Regions from separate parts of the Hordeum vulgare genome. Here region 2 is linked to region 1. A link is a contact called in public Hi-C data. All regions are on one chromosome and are shown on one strand. Each heading gives the region's core, a stretch centred on a gene start, on an enhancer-like site or on the middle of the called end of the contact. The rest is flanking DNA. Distances are from core to core; before and after follow the strand shown. Region 1 holds the start of LOC123437114 (cyclin-dependent kinase E-1). Region 2 holds the start of LOC123437162 (ATP-dependent Clp protease proteolytic subunit 4, chloroplastic).

Region 1 (3,240 bases), core at 218-2,717:
ATTGCAGTCAGATACTTGAACTCAAACATTCAAAATCGGTGCACTGTGTGATAATATATTTGATGCAATTGCAAAGTATAAGCTTTGAGTCTATAAGAATAGGGGGAACCTGAGAATGCTAGTGGTAACTTGGCAGAATGAGTGAATGACTGCAATCCATTACCAAAGTACCATCCTTTGGTTCCCTCACATTACTTGAAATAGGAATGTAGATAGAGCTACTCACCCCATTGTCACTTAGTGGTTTCAGTGGAGCTTGATATATCCTAGCCAGGCCAAAATCAGCAATCTTTATAATTCCATGTTCTTCTCCCTCTCCCATGACCTACTGGGGCACACCATTGCAGCATGCTTAGCAAGCAAAAGAGACAATACTGGACAGATTTGCGTATCAGCGTGAAGCATGAAGCAACATACCAGTATATTAGAAGGCTTGAGGTCTCGATGGATAATCCAGTTACTGCAGAAGGGGAGACAGGTAGGATAGATCAGATTTTTATAGGATTGACCCAGATAAACGTTGCATATATTTGCAGTAAAGACATCACAGCTTATGGAGAATCATGCTATTCGACTTGTTAATTGAAAATATAGACATACCTATGGAGATAGTTGAGGCCATTGAGCAGTTGCCAGAGCAAGGATTTGACTGTGTATTGGTTAATGGAGAGGTTAAGCTTCTCTCTGTGATGCCGGATAACCTCCTGCGGGTTGAGCAGCGCTTCGTTAACTAATTATTCCATCGGAGTTGGATTTGAATTTCATAGTAAGATGTTGACAGGAATGAAAAAGGCACATATGAGCAGGAGACGGGAGTTGCATACATAGAGGTCATGCTCGGCGTAATCAAAGGCGAGATAGAGGGACATGTCTGCGTGGTTGATGTGGACGTTGACGAGCTTGACGACATTTTCGTGGTTGATCTCGCGCAGGAGCTGCAATCAAAGGGCAAGCGCAGGGAGAGGGATTACAGTCCTATATAGCCAGGGTGTGGAACGCCACGAAGGAATGAAGCAACCGGCGGCGGCGGCGGCGGCGACGGGTTACCATGATCTCTCTGATGGCGGTAGGCGAGACGCCATCGCCCTCCTTGGACTGCTTGAACTTCTTTATGGCGATGGGGGAGCCGCGGCGGCCAGCGGCCTGGGGATGCGTTGGCTTTAGGCGCGCGAGGAAGACGAGGCCGTAGGTGCCCTCGCCGATCTTCCCCACCAGCTCGTACTGCTGCAGCCACGCGGGGCGGTTTGACCCTCCGCCGCGGCCGTCGCCCATCGCCGCCGACGGCAGCCGACCAAATCCCTCTCGTTCTTCCTCTTCTTCCTTTAGAGAGGAAACAGCAGAGAAACACGGCAGAGCTTGCGCAGAACAAACGGATCAGCTAGGCTCGCCTCGGGAGGAGCCGGCGACCTAGGGTTTGGGCCCCGCCCGAATCGGAGTGAGAGAGGGATTGGGGGATCGGATGGGGGCGGGCAGGCTGGGGAAGAGAGTGTTTTTGCAAAATATGCAGCGTGGCCTGTATCCTCACCTTTGGCTGCTGATCGGATGGTAACGGTCAGTTTCGATTTTATTTTTATCTGAGGTCAGCTTCGATTTATGAGTCCACAGCTTTGGTTTATGAATTCATACCTTCTCATTCTTTTTTTTTAAAGGAAATACCTTGTTTTCATTCTAAAAAAACAAAGATTTCATGCCTTTTTCTTGCACATCAACAATAGTTTTCGTTTTATTAGAAGAACACTTATAATAACTTTCTCAAAATATTCTTATTCCATAGGTATGCAAACATGTAGTGTGTATAGAAGCACGGTAACTTGCCCTTCGTTTATCCCTTTTGAATTGCATGTATTTTTTGACTCGCAAACCAACTTATGGTTGAATGATTAGGAGGATAGTGGTATCTCGTGTCCATGAGAGTTCAAGTCCCACGCTTGGCATCGGTGCTTGCATTTTACTGAATTTATTTCACGCCTTCCGTGATGTGCGTTTAACGGGAGGAGACGTTCTCATCGACTACGAAGGCGTATGTGGCAACTTTATCATTCTCAACATGATGTGTCGGCTCGGTCTTTCAAAGATGCTCATAGGGATAAGGTATGTGTGTGCGCGTTCATATGGGTGAGGGTATGCTCGTGCATATGAACGACTTCAATTATACTATGTTTAAAAAAATATTTGGACTCGCATCCCAAGTAACAACCTTGCTGGGAGGAGGGTAGTTGTATCGCTCAACGTATTTGTCTCTTAGATGCACACTTTTTCCTTTTTGAGGGACCCTTGGAGGCATATGTTGTTTGCATGGATACAACATCAACATGTATAGATTGGTATTGATGGTCATGCATCTCTATTCTCATTGATATTTCAGTTGGCCCACTCTCTTTCCTCACGCGCCACTCGCATTACTTTTTTCCTATACAACGTGTACTCTTCTCTTGGGTACGTGTCGATTTGAGTAAAACAAACGTTTGACTAGTCATAAATTCAATCATCATGTCAAATTGAGAACTAAGTCATGGTAGTTAACACCCCGAGAGCAAAATAGGGATATATTATCGTTTGAAATCCCACATAGTTGGGTTGTACCTTCCTCGAGTGTCAGATGCGATGTTGTCTGGTTGTTTAAATCATGCCTCCTTGGAAAGAACTAGGAAAACGGAAAATAATCACTACTACATGAAGGTCCTAGGATGACACATCAATCAGAGATTCTTCGATCAGACTGTGTGCATGCATGAATCGTAAATGGTATAGTACTAGCTCCATCGCCAATACAACAAACTGTGTGCAATGGTTTGTCCACGAGGCACTATTCAGATGAGACTTGCATGTGTGATGCATGGCATACAATTGGTCATTAGAAACTATTTGCGATTAGCCAAGATGACACAAACGGTTAACAAAAGACATATGTATGCGAAGTACGCCATACACTTCGCTCGAATAAACTCTCTGCGCTGATTGAGAAGAACAAACAAGTTAGCATAAGAAGGTGTGGGTGATACCCCGCAAACAGTTCATTCATCATAATTGTGTGGGAAAACCAATAATAACCCAAATGATCTATCGTGACAAGATATGTGTGTTGTGGGCAGACGGTTGCTGGTAAACAATTGTATGAGATCTGATTTGCTCTGTTTACACAACATCTATGATGTGTCTACAGAACACCAATATTGTTGCATAACCAATTCAACATCCAATTACATAAGTGACTACACAACACATGTACATTCCTTAATA
Region 2 (3,374 bases), core at 723-3,222, 370 kb after region 1:
ATATAGTGATGTACTGATGTGACATGATTAAGCGCCACCTATAGTGCTTGCTTATTACTCCCTCTGTAAACAAATATAAGACGTTTTAGGTAACCAAAGTAGTGAGCTAAAACGGGTCTTATATTAGTTTACATACAGAGGAAGTACCTCTCTTCCTAATTTTAAGACTTTTTTGCAGTTCAATTTGAACTGCAAAAATGTCTTATATTTTGGAACAGAGGGAGTACTTCATTATTACTACTACTTGTGTATGCTGGCTGACTGATTATGTGCTTCAAGTTTATACCAAGTGCACCCTAATTCTTTCTGTAGCTATTGGCCCATGCACTGATGCGGTGTTTATTGCGATATTATATCCCTAAGTGACACATTATACTATTATAGTGCCTTGCCATAGCTGCTGCCTTTTCAAATTAGTCTAGAACACAGCGGCACTTCTCTCCGTCCTCTGTTCCTCTAGTTAGGTACTCCCTCCGTCCCAAAATAATTGTCTTAACTCTAGAGTTAGTACAAAGTTTAGACACTTATTTTGCGACAGAGGAAGTATATTTCAAGGTTGTTTTGGTTTTCAGATGTGCTGCTATCTCTGGGCCTTTTGCATTACATAGCATAGCAGCTTTGAACTACTAGCTGTGGTCTCACTTATCCCTGCTAATTTAGGATCTTTGGGACAACCATTATGTTTCATCTCTTGCCCTTGTTGTAATTTGAAGACAACTGTTTGAATACCATCACACAAGCCCCAAGAGTTATCTTTTCCTTGTAATCCAGCTTCTAACTGAGTGTTTCATTTTTATATCTGATCTGTGTATAGTGTTTCATTTGTGTTGATAGATTTGTTTCCCTCTATTAAAACGTTGCTATGCAGTACGAGTACTGCAGCAGTAGTAGTAGCACCAGATTATGTGATGTGATGAACTTGTTTATGTCATGTCAGTTTTCTTTGTTCATTTTATCTCCTTGACATAGTTGGTTTTGTTAACGTAGACTCCATCTGGCGGCATGGGCTGGGCATGTTGATGTTGTGAAATGCCTTTGCAAGCACAAAGCTGATGTGGGGGCTGCAGCAATGGATGACACCGCCGCAATCCATTTTGCTTCCCAGAAAGGTCATTTGGAAGTGGTGCGTGAGCTGCTGGCATCGGGGGCCTCTGTGAAAGCAAAGAACAGGAAAGGTTTCACAGCGTTGCACTTTGCTGCTCAGAACTCCCACCTGGAGCTTGTGAAGTATTTGGTGAGGAGGGGCGTGGACATCACAACAAAGACAAATGCAGGGCAAACGGCTCTACATGTTGCGGAGAATGATGACGTGCGTGCTTTCCTGAAAGAGTGCGAGCAGTCACTGAAGAAGGGAGTGGAGCTACCATCTGAGAAGAAGGATGATTCTGTAGCTGAGAAGGCTGATGACGGCAAGGTCTCAGGTGAAGCTAGAAAAGATGATGCTGACGCAGAGCAGGGCGAGAAGAGGAAGAGTGAGGAGATTGGTGCTGGGACGAGGCCGTCCGAGGTGAAGAAGGCCAAAGTTTCACTTGCGCATCTTGAAAACGACATGGAAGAAGAAGATGAAGCAGACGAATAGAATCGAATTGCCTCGAGAATGCCATTTGATGGTGCCAACTTGTATGCCGTGTTATCCGTTGTTCTTTTGGCAATTTTTGAATGTTCACAACTGTAAGAATTTTGGCTGTTCATGGGCATGCTATCTGTATCCGAGTTGACTAGTAGTAGTACTGTGTTTTTATCAGGTAGTTGATGTCTTGTTGATGATAATTTACTAATGACCCCCTTAAAAACAAGATGGTTTTACTACTGTAAGTTATTATGTGCTTTGCTTTTTTAAATTTTTAAGGGAAATGTTATCTGCTGCCCGTGTTGTAATCTCAGAAGGAATGGGAAGAACGGAAAACAAGGCCCAGCCCAGTTCGCGAAATAGGCCCAACCAATTGATGAAAGAGGAAGAAGAGAGTAGTTGGTTATCCACTCCTTCCATCTACTCTCTCACACTCAAAGAGGGAGGAGAGAAGGGAGCACTCCGCCGCCGCCGGCTGCTGCTCCACAACCCACGAAGCTAGGCAGATAGGCATGGCGGCTACCAGCGCGAGTGCCGCTGCCTCCCTCTCCGTCACGGCTGCCGCTCACCGCCTCAGGCACCGGCAGCTATGTGCTTGCGCACGTGGGCCGGCGGCGCGACCGCATCCCCTCCTCAAGCTGAACCGCCGCAGCTACGCGGCTTCGGCATCGTCCGCGGCGGCCATGTCTCCTCTGTCCCGGTGGGAGGGCCAAGGCATCCGAGCGGAGTTGGATGCGCCGGGAGGAGTGGCCAGCGGTGACGTCATGGGCCTTCTTCTCCGGGAGCGCATCATCTTCCTCGGCAACGAGATCGAGGACTTCCTCGCCGACGCCGTCGTCAGTCAGCTCCTCCTCCTCGACGCCATGGACTCCGAATCTGACATCCGGCTCTTCGTCAACTCCCCCGGTGGATCACTCAGGTCTCCTCCCAATGCATCACTCCCCTCCATTGGCTTCTCTCGGTTTGTGTAGAGTTGAATTTACCATCTCAGCTAGTGATGCCCTTTGTCGTCTTACATTATTTCGCATGGTCATCTTGTGGGCAAACTACTTTGTCCAAATACTAGTTCGATTCGTGATAGTACTCACTCCCGGGTGTTTGATTCGATATAGGCTGCACTAATCAAAATCATGACCTGCATATGTAGTAGACTCATCAAGTCGATTCACAGCAGTAGGTCAGACAATATCTTGTTGGATAAGAGTTTGCTGGCTATGATCAGTATGACACTGACATACCTTCAGACTATACGAGCTATAACCCTATTTTGCTGAAATCTGCACTAATCCCCGAATGATACTTTACTGACTATCCTTGAGTCGCCCCCTTGCTAGACCTTTTACGTATCTTAATAATTTGTCATCACGGCGGAAGGTTATTATTCATTCATTTTGTTTACAATTTTCTGGTCCGAGCATAGGCGGAAATCTTGTTCTTTACCACATCAACAATTCTGGATTGCAAATATTATCTCTGTTCTTATCTTCATTTAACTGGACTTTTGTTATCCCTAAAATAATACCAGTTTGATTGTATTATCGCCTAATTCAGTAGGTCGTTTCTATACTCATAATTGCTGAAATGGAAAAAAAAGGTTGACAAAAAATCCTAGTCTAATCTACCTATGGTAACACGTAAGTAAAGCACTGAAATCTAGGCCATAACTAAAATTTAGAATTGAATGGAGTTAATTCAAGTTCACATCTAGCACCTTGTTCTCTGTGATGATCAAACAATATGTAAGTTTGTATCACTAGTTCGCTGCTTATTGGCTTGTTATATCAGCCGAATTAAGCTCTTAGCA

What was found. Hi-C and Micro-C count contacts between places; a contact is called where the count stands out from the background.
Region 2: a Hi-C map of leaf shows a contact between it and region 1, with 5 times the contacts expected there. The contact joins the promoter of LOC123437162 here to the promoter of LOC123437114 in region 1. A contact is called at or near these places in 4 of 6 Hi-C or Micro-C datasets (leaf and seedling) and 1 of 1 datasets of contacts at active chromatin or transcription factors (embryo).

What each region holds. Positions count from the first base shown.
Region 1 is chr1H:360,362,120-360,365,359 of MorexV3_pseudomolecules_assembly, forward strand. It overlaps LOC123437114 (cyclin-dependent kinase E-1), which reads right to left and starts at 1,468. Exons shown (of 15, transcript XM_045115685.1): 1 at 1,048-1,468; 2 at 825-935; 3 at 601-704; 4 at 418-460; 5 at 227-325. The coding sequence starts at 1,272.
Region 2 is chr1H:360,736,306-360,739,679 of MorexV3_pseudomolecules_assembly, forward strand. It overlaps LOC123437162 (ATP-dependent Clp protease proteolytic subunit 4, chloroplastic), which reads left to right and starts at 1,973. Exons shown (of 2, transcript XM_045115689.1): 1 at 1,973-2,489. The coding sequence starts at 2,083. LOC123437178 (receptor-interacting serine/threonine-protein kinase 4) reads left to right here. Exons shown (of 2, transcript XM_045115690.1): 2 at 988-1,815. The coding sequence ends at 1,579.